Regions from separate parts of the Pan troglodytes genome. Here region 2 is linked to region 1. The links are chromatin contacts, called in public Hi-C maps. All regions are on one chromosome and are shown on one strand. Each heading gives the region's core, a stretch centred on a gene start, on an enhancer-like site or on the middle of the called end of the contact. The rest is flanking DNA. Distances are from core to core; before and after follow the strand shown. Region 1 has its middle 100 kb from the start of AGR3. Region 2 has its middle 230 kb from the start of AHR.

The links. Hi-C and Micro-C count contacts between places; a contact is called where the count stands out from the background.
Region 2: a Hi-C map of stem cell-derived neural progenitor cells shows a contact between it and region 1, with 2.7 times the contacts expected there. The contact joins two enhancer-like sites. A contact is called at or near these places in 2 of 7 Hi-C or Micro-C datasets (induced pluripotent stem cells and stem cell-derived neural progenitor cells).

The regions. Positions count from the first base shown.
Region 1 is chr6:22,780,451-22,784,185 of NHGRI_mPanTro3-v2.0_pri, forward strand. No RefSeq gene overlaps it. Among named protein-coding and RNA genes, the nearest start is that of AGR3, 100 kb to the left of the region's middle. Within about 2 kb of position 1,626, at least 3 of the 24 cell types and tissues checked have an H3K27ac peak or open chromatin away from gene starts, as enhancers often do. A contact at or near this core is called in stem cell-derived neural progenitor cells, where this site is marked.
Region 2 is chr6:23,324,581-23,328,315 of NHGRI_mPanTro3-v2.0_pri, forward strand. No RefSeq gene overlaps it. Among named protein-coding and RNA genes, the nearest start is that of AHR, 230 kb to the left of the region's middle. Within about 2 kb of position 2,126, at least 2 of the 24 cell types and tissues checked have an H3K27ac peak or open chromatin away from gene starts, as enhancers often do. A contact at or near this core is called in stem cell-derived neural progenitor cells, where this site is marked.

The sequences.
Region 1 (3,735 bases), core at 376-2,875:
AGCAAGTCTGGGCATCAACTATCTAAAAGATAAATTGCTGATTGAATTCAAAGAAGATAGATTAAAACAAGCTTGTAAATGTTGTTAAATACATGAATGCCTACTGCATTTTAATTATGGTGATTTACATGGACCTACCATGATCACGTACTTCATAAAACAAACTTTGCCTTAATAGCTGCACTTAACGATGTACTCTTTCCTTTATGAGAATTTAATTCTCTGAATATGATACGTTTTTAAAATAAGACAAACTCAAACCAGTTGCCAATAGATCCGCAGCTCCTCCTGAGGTCCTTGTTTTATGGGTCTGTTCTACTGTGTAATTGTTTAGTTTAACTTGGTAAACATGTCAGTTTTCCCAGGATAATTAGGTGGATAAACAAAATGTTCAAAAAGAAATGGAGCCAATTAGACTTTTTATCAAAGACATACACACAAAAAAGACTTTACAAATGAGTGGACTTTTCCTTAGAGGTTTGATCTTAAATTAGAGTTCCTGGAATTTACAAGGGACCAAGGAGGCAGTTTTCCTAAATATAACGAAATCTTAATTATCTGGGGAGGAGAGCAAATGAAAGATACAAACTCTCACATGCTTTGAAATCATACTTGGGTTGGAAATGCAGAGGCATGAGTTCAGTAAGAGCATAATTTTATCCCCACCTGCTCACAGCCACTTTTAAACAGGTTGGGCAACTGGAAGAGAATGCCCTGTGGCTTTGGGTAATTTTCTTAGAGCTAGCTCAAAGTAGACAGGTACCCAACATATTTTTAATACTATTAAATAGGTGGCAGTACCTGTTGTGGACAGTTGTGTGTTGTATAGATGGAGACTTCAACAATTGTTTGTTCTAAAATCAACAGTCCATTAATATATTGGGTGCTCTTTCTGTAGAGCTTAACGGTGTTTTAAGAATCATATCACTTTATTCTATTTCTTATTTTTGGTCATTGAAAATAGACTCTTATTTGGAGTGTAACATATGATCTGACTTCTCTATCCAGATTTTGTCTCATGTTTTCTGCTACTTCTCTATAAAGATAGTTTGGTCCTCAGGTGTTGGTTTATGTTGCTGTGATTCAAGACTTGGTTCTATTAGTACAGAATCCAGACATACGTTTGTTTCTCTTTGAAAAATTTCATAATGTAACCCAGTGAATAAAATATTTACCAATATTTTTTCTTTATCACTTCTTACCACAATTTTTCCTAATTATTATTCTTTTTTAATTCTGGAAAGCCACTCAAATAAAATATCTTCAGAATTAACAAAATAAGTTTCTAAATTTAAGGATTCCCACAATTACCTCCTGATTATATAGTAATATTATATAGATACTGCCACTTCTTCACACTTTAAGCTTGTGTACTTTCTCTAAATTTCTGTATTTTTATGAGCTTCATTTGGGGTGGTAATAAAATATGATCCAAAAAAAAAGCCCTTTTATTCTGTAATTATAGCCTCTGTTTTTCTACATAGTTCTCTGAGGATTTCTTCACCTTGCTTCCAGGCTTGTCTGAATTTCTAACTGCTTTTTCTATTGGTTGTCTCAAAGTCTCAGTATAGTACTAAAGTGCTTTCTATTTGTTGCTATATCCGTTACCACTGACAACCTCAGAAATCTTTGTCTCTTGGGTGCCATAGCAATAGGCTGGACACAGCTACCCAGTGTCTTGTGAGATTAGTTCATCACGCATTTAGGAGAGTAAACTGTTGTTTGACATGTAGGAATTAATAAGTGGGTAGTGTACAAAGCCTTTTGTTTTTATTTGTGGAGAGGACTTTAAAAGGGAAAAACTAGGAACATAGTCTAGGCCATGTATAGAAAAGATTGCTTGACAGTAGTTACGGGTTAATGCCTGAGAGTCCTCATGTTTGAGACTGGTGTGTGCTAAGTGTAATGACGTAATCTGAAGAGAGGGTGGCCGCTTCTCTCAAAATGGTTTTATGCTAGTTCTACCTTTCTAGAGACCCACATCTACACTCAATATTGCAGCCCTTGAACCAGCAATCTAGGGACACATTTTCCAAAGAGTCCTTACATAGTTTGATGTCTTTACAAGGATTTTTAAAAATTTTACATTTTTTTTTTGCTTGTCTTTAAAAAATGAAACAGCTGTATTTTGAATAGAAATTTGAGAATAGCAAGGTATCAATAAATAAATAAAAATCATCCTAAATAAAAAACCAAGGAAAACCCAAAACCCTATTCAAGTTTGAAGATGTAAAAAAATATATATATATATTTGGATAGTTGGGTAGGCAGATGGGCAGAGACATTGCTATAAAAATGTGATCATACTATAGTGCTATTTTAAAATAATGAGTTTACATTTAATTTTACTACAATTTAACAGAAGAAAGAAATGAAGGGAACTGAAGAAAATGCTACACTTCAGATAAAAGTTTCTTTACTATAAAAGGTACTATGCTATAAAGAATCTCAGATTTTTAAAGATACATTTAAAAAACCTACCTATGGGCTGGGTGGCATGGCTCACACCTGTAATCCAGCACTTTGGGAGGCTGAGGCAGGTGGATCATGAGGTCAAGAGATCGAGACCAGGCTGGCCAACATGGTGAAACTCCGTCTGCACTAAAAATACAAAAATTAGCTGGGCGTGGTGGTGTGTGCCACCTGTAGTACCAGCTACTTGGGAGGCTGAGGCAGGAGAATCACTTGAACCCTGGAGGCGGAGGTTGCAGTGAGCCTAGATCACGCCACTGTACTCCAGCCTGGTGACAGTGAGACTCCATCTCAAAAAACAAAACAAAACAAAAAACAATAAACAAAACAAAACTATCTGTGAAAGAAACTCAAATCAATTGGAAATTTCTTCTAAACTCTGGGCTTGATGAATCGATCTCAACTTTTCCTTCTATCTCATGTTCTTGGAATGAATTCTTAACTAGATATGAGTTAATATGAGCCTCTCTTTTTGCAAGAAAAAGGGCTAGTTGCATCACCTAGGAAAAAGGAGACAGACCTTTCCAGCATTATGAACAGGTACCCAGGTGTGAGTAACATTTCAGAGCCCATATCAGATAAGGGTAAACAGACTCTAATTCATTCTTCCCTCCCTCCATTGACTCTCAAAGTGGTAGAAACTCAATAAGGGCTGAAATGGACTGAAGCCAGAGAGAGGTGATCTCTGGATTTTTCCTCCTATATTCCTTGTATTTGGCCTTTATCTGGCCTACGGTTGAATTCAGGAATGACACAAGAAGTTGTGGTTTTCCCCATTGGATAATGGTCATAGAGTCATCCCGGTGACTTCTCCTAAGCTAAGGATAACTATGAGTTAAAGATAACAAAGAAGAATATGGTTTCATCCAAAGGCTTGTTGTCATCTGTGTAAACCCTCAGTGAGGGGGGCTAAGCAATTACCAGTAGTGAGAGGGCAGGGAAGAGAAGCACCTGGCTCCAATATTATCCAGGCAGCCCCTGAAATCTTACAGCCAACCACTTCCCAAGCAGTCTCTCAAAATAGAATCTACTAACAGAGAAGTCAGAAGTTACTCTATGGCCATAGCAACTGGGTTCAGAAATCAAAGAATAGCAGCCATGTTGCTACAGGATCTTGCACCCTTCCATGCTTGCTGGAGGTGGCAAGTGTGAACAATTTAGCATTTTTGTCATTAGGGTTTTTCTGAGGAATATATAATTTTTTTTATCAAAACAGGTGGGAAATCCTAAGTGAATTCACAACTTTTTGTTTGTTTTTTGTTT
Region 2 (3,735 bases), core at 876-3,375, 540 kb after region 1:
GTATTGTACTTAAAATAATTATACTTGTAGTTTTAAAGGTGTTTTTGGGTATCACTATATTTCACTCAGAAAGAGTAAAAGCAGAAACAGAAAAATTTTAAATTGGTTTCCTGTATAATATCTATGCATATACACACAAAACTCTGCAAATGTGTTATTTTTACTTTTCTCTTTATTTTTTGAGACAGGGTCTCATTCTGTCACCCAGGCTGGAATGTAGTGGTGTGATCACTGCTCACTGCAGCCTCAACCTCCTGGGATCAGGCAATCCTCCCATCTCAACCTCCCAAGTAGCTGAGACCACAAGTGTGTGCCACCACACCCAGCTAATTTTTGTATTTTTTTCGTAGAGACAGAGTTTTGCCATGTTGCCCAGGCCAGTCTCGAACTCCTAGGCTCAAGTGATCTGCCCACCTCAGCCTTGCAAAATACTGGGATTACAGGTGTGGACCACTGTGCCTGGCCAAATGTGTTATTTTTAATATAAATCCACTGTTTATTTTAGGATTCCTCACCCCCTGAATTTAATGTGATTCATTTACCTTAGGCAATGACTTATTTGTATTCACTGACAGGCTGCACAGTGGAAAAAGGTCTTCAGAGTGACTAATAAAAGACTACATCCATCTGTCTACCCCAGTATAATACATGTCTCCTAGACATTTTTCTCTATCCCTACAAGTAAAACAGAGGTACAGTCCTATGACTACCCTTTCACTCTTTAATTGATCAAATGAGAAACTTTCTCTTCATGGAAGCATTAATGAAGGAAATTCAAACTGAATTCATCATGTCCAACAAACAATCCATCTTTTTAAATTGAGATAGAATTCACATACCATAAAATTTACCCCTTTGAAGGACACAACTCAGTAGTTTTTAAGTATATTCACAACGCTGTGCAATCATCACCATTATCTAATTCCAGAATGTTTTCATCACCCCCAAAAGTCACTCCCATATCTATTAGCAGTCACCTCCTAATCTCCTTTCCCACTCCCCAGACCGCCCCATCCCTGTCAGCCATCTCTGTCTCTATTGACTTGCCTAGTCTGGAAAGTTCATCTCAATAGAATCATATAATATGTGGTCATTTTTGATCAGCTTTTTATTTCGCTTAGTATAATGTTTTCAAAATCCATCCATGTTGTGGCAAGTATCAGCACCACATTCCTTTTTATTGTCATATAATATTTCCTTATATGAATATACTACCTTTTATTTATCCATTCATTTGTTGATGGATACTTGGGTTTTTTCCATCTTTTGGTTACTATGAATGATGTTGCTTTAAACATTTGTGCACAAGTTTTTGTGTGGACATATGTTTTTTTTTTAATTTCCCTTGGGTATATGCCACCTAGGAGTTAAATTGCTGGGCCATGTGGTAATTCTATCTTTAACTTTAAGAAATATTTTTAAAGCACATTTAAAACTTTTTACTGTATATACTGAGTGGAATAATTTTTTGAGCAACATTACCAAAGAGAAAAAAAATGTTCCAAACATAAATAAGTCTCATTATGACAGAACTTTGTAAAAGATGCTGTTTACTTTGTTTTTTTTTCAATCTGGACAACAGAATTATGACTGTACTATGTATCTATAGGTAATAATACCAGAAAGGCATAGGGCTTTATAGGTAAAAAAAGTCAGTAGAAAATGCTTAAATCCTTACTTAGAATCTGAAGATATTACTTTGAAATACCTAAGATTACTCTTAGTATTCGCATATGCTTATTTATCACAAAGCATATACAATGAAGACTTACAGTCAACTTTCAATTCTTCCTCACACAATATGTAGTACTTATTCTAGAATAACAAGTATAGTCTGTCCTTGTCTGAATTTTTTTTTCTTCTACGTTCTGCTGATAATTCTCAGTATTTTATGTCTTTCTTGTCCTGAGCCATGTTTCACTGACAAATAACATTTCCAGAGACTTTATTCTCTGTGTCTTTCAATTGCTTAGATTTCACTTTAAATACCAGAAGTTTCTAGAGAGGATTCTTTTTCTCATTAGGCCTACAAAATTCTTGCTAACATAAGAAAGGCTGTTCACACTCTGTTAACATGGCACTGGAGCTGTGTAAATTCCTTTTTGTTGAGCATTCTTCTTTCAGTGGGTCTCGGTCTTGGCCATTCTGTGATGAAATGCTGTTTTAGCCTCTTGGTGAGAAGAATGACGTACAGAATGTGAGCCCAGCTGGAAACATCCTTCACAGTACTGAAATACAAGTGCCAAGTCCAAGTACTTTCTGGGTAACATCACCTACCCTCCCTGGCTGTGAAAGCTCAGAGATAAGAGTTTCTAGCTGATCATTTTGCAGTGGATTTTCCTTCCTTAAAAGGAAGGATTTTTTTTCTGAAGAAAAAATATTTTTTGATTTTTTTTCTAAAGAATCAAAATTTATAGTTTAAAAAAAAAGTACAGAGGAAAAAAATTTAAATACTTTTGGAATTGAATGTTTCCCAATCATTTTTTTAAATGTTGTCTTCACTTTTTTTCTTCTTTAACTACCAATGCCCATGTAATTTTTTTTCTTTCATGAGGCATCAGTATTCCTTGCCTAAAGACAGTGTGTCTAATGAGTGACTAGAATCAGGTAAAGAAGAAACTTCTCCTGTCTTGAAGGAGGCGTGTCTGTTGGGGAGGAGAAAGGAGTTTTCCTTGCTTGCTATACACTGAAGACTGTTCCCTTGCCAAGTACACTTTCATTATCTAAGATAAATCGTAATTGCAAAATCGAAGGAGAATTTGCAGACTTACTGTGAATGACCTTGTTGCTGCTATTCTGTGTTGTCAATGTAACAACATAGACAGACTTTACAAAATATCATTTTTTACTTTACTTTTTTACCCCTGTAGGCTTTACAAAATATCATTTTTTTACTTTACTTTTTTGCCCCCGTTATCAAACCAAGGGTAAAGGAGTCATTTACTTTGGTGACACCTACAGGCACATTCAGATAAAAACATTCTCAACCCTCCTTTGTAACCAAAACACTCTCACTGGTCCAGTCAGGAACCCCTGTGTGGATTCTGAATGGTAGTTAGTGGACATCGTCTCAGATTCATTTGAATCTTAAAATACATCAGTTTGTCTCCAAAAGTCATCTTCAAATGTTTAGAAATTTTCATCTGGCTATTTGGGTTTAATACTGAACTACAACAATGTAAATGTCTTCAGCTGGCCTATGCCTCATTCCACCAGCATAAATGTTGCCTTTTACAGGCCATGACTGGATGAGCAGAAACTGCTCAAGTCTCTCTCACCAAAATCACTCTCACACACGCCCCCCTGCTACCATCATACTTCCTGAGGTATAGAAGCTGAACCTGTTCCAAGATGTAACAATTAGATAAAATGATGAACTCCTCAAAAGTGGCCCGTATTCCCAGTGTTGGAAGACTATAGAAGACCACTGGGATTGAGTAACCTTGAAAGAAGTTCACTCAGACAAGCTGTTTGCACATCTGAGTGATCCCAGTGCAAGTAAAACTGTGGGGTGGCAGGTATAACTACAACAGGCAAAAAGAGCAGAAGGAAATGGGTTCACCAGAAAGTGCAACTCCTGCAGCAAGGAATTGACCAGGAAACCCACAATAGTGCCCTATTAAAGAAAGAGCCTGCCATGACAGAGAGCCCATGACAGCCAAGTAAGCTCTACAAACAGTACCAGCTAAGTACATGAGACTCTTTTTGTCTTCTAGGTCTTAATAGGTCTTAATC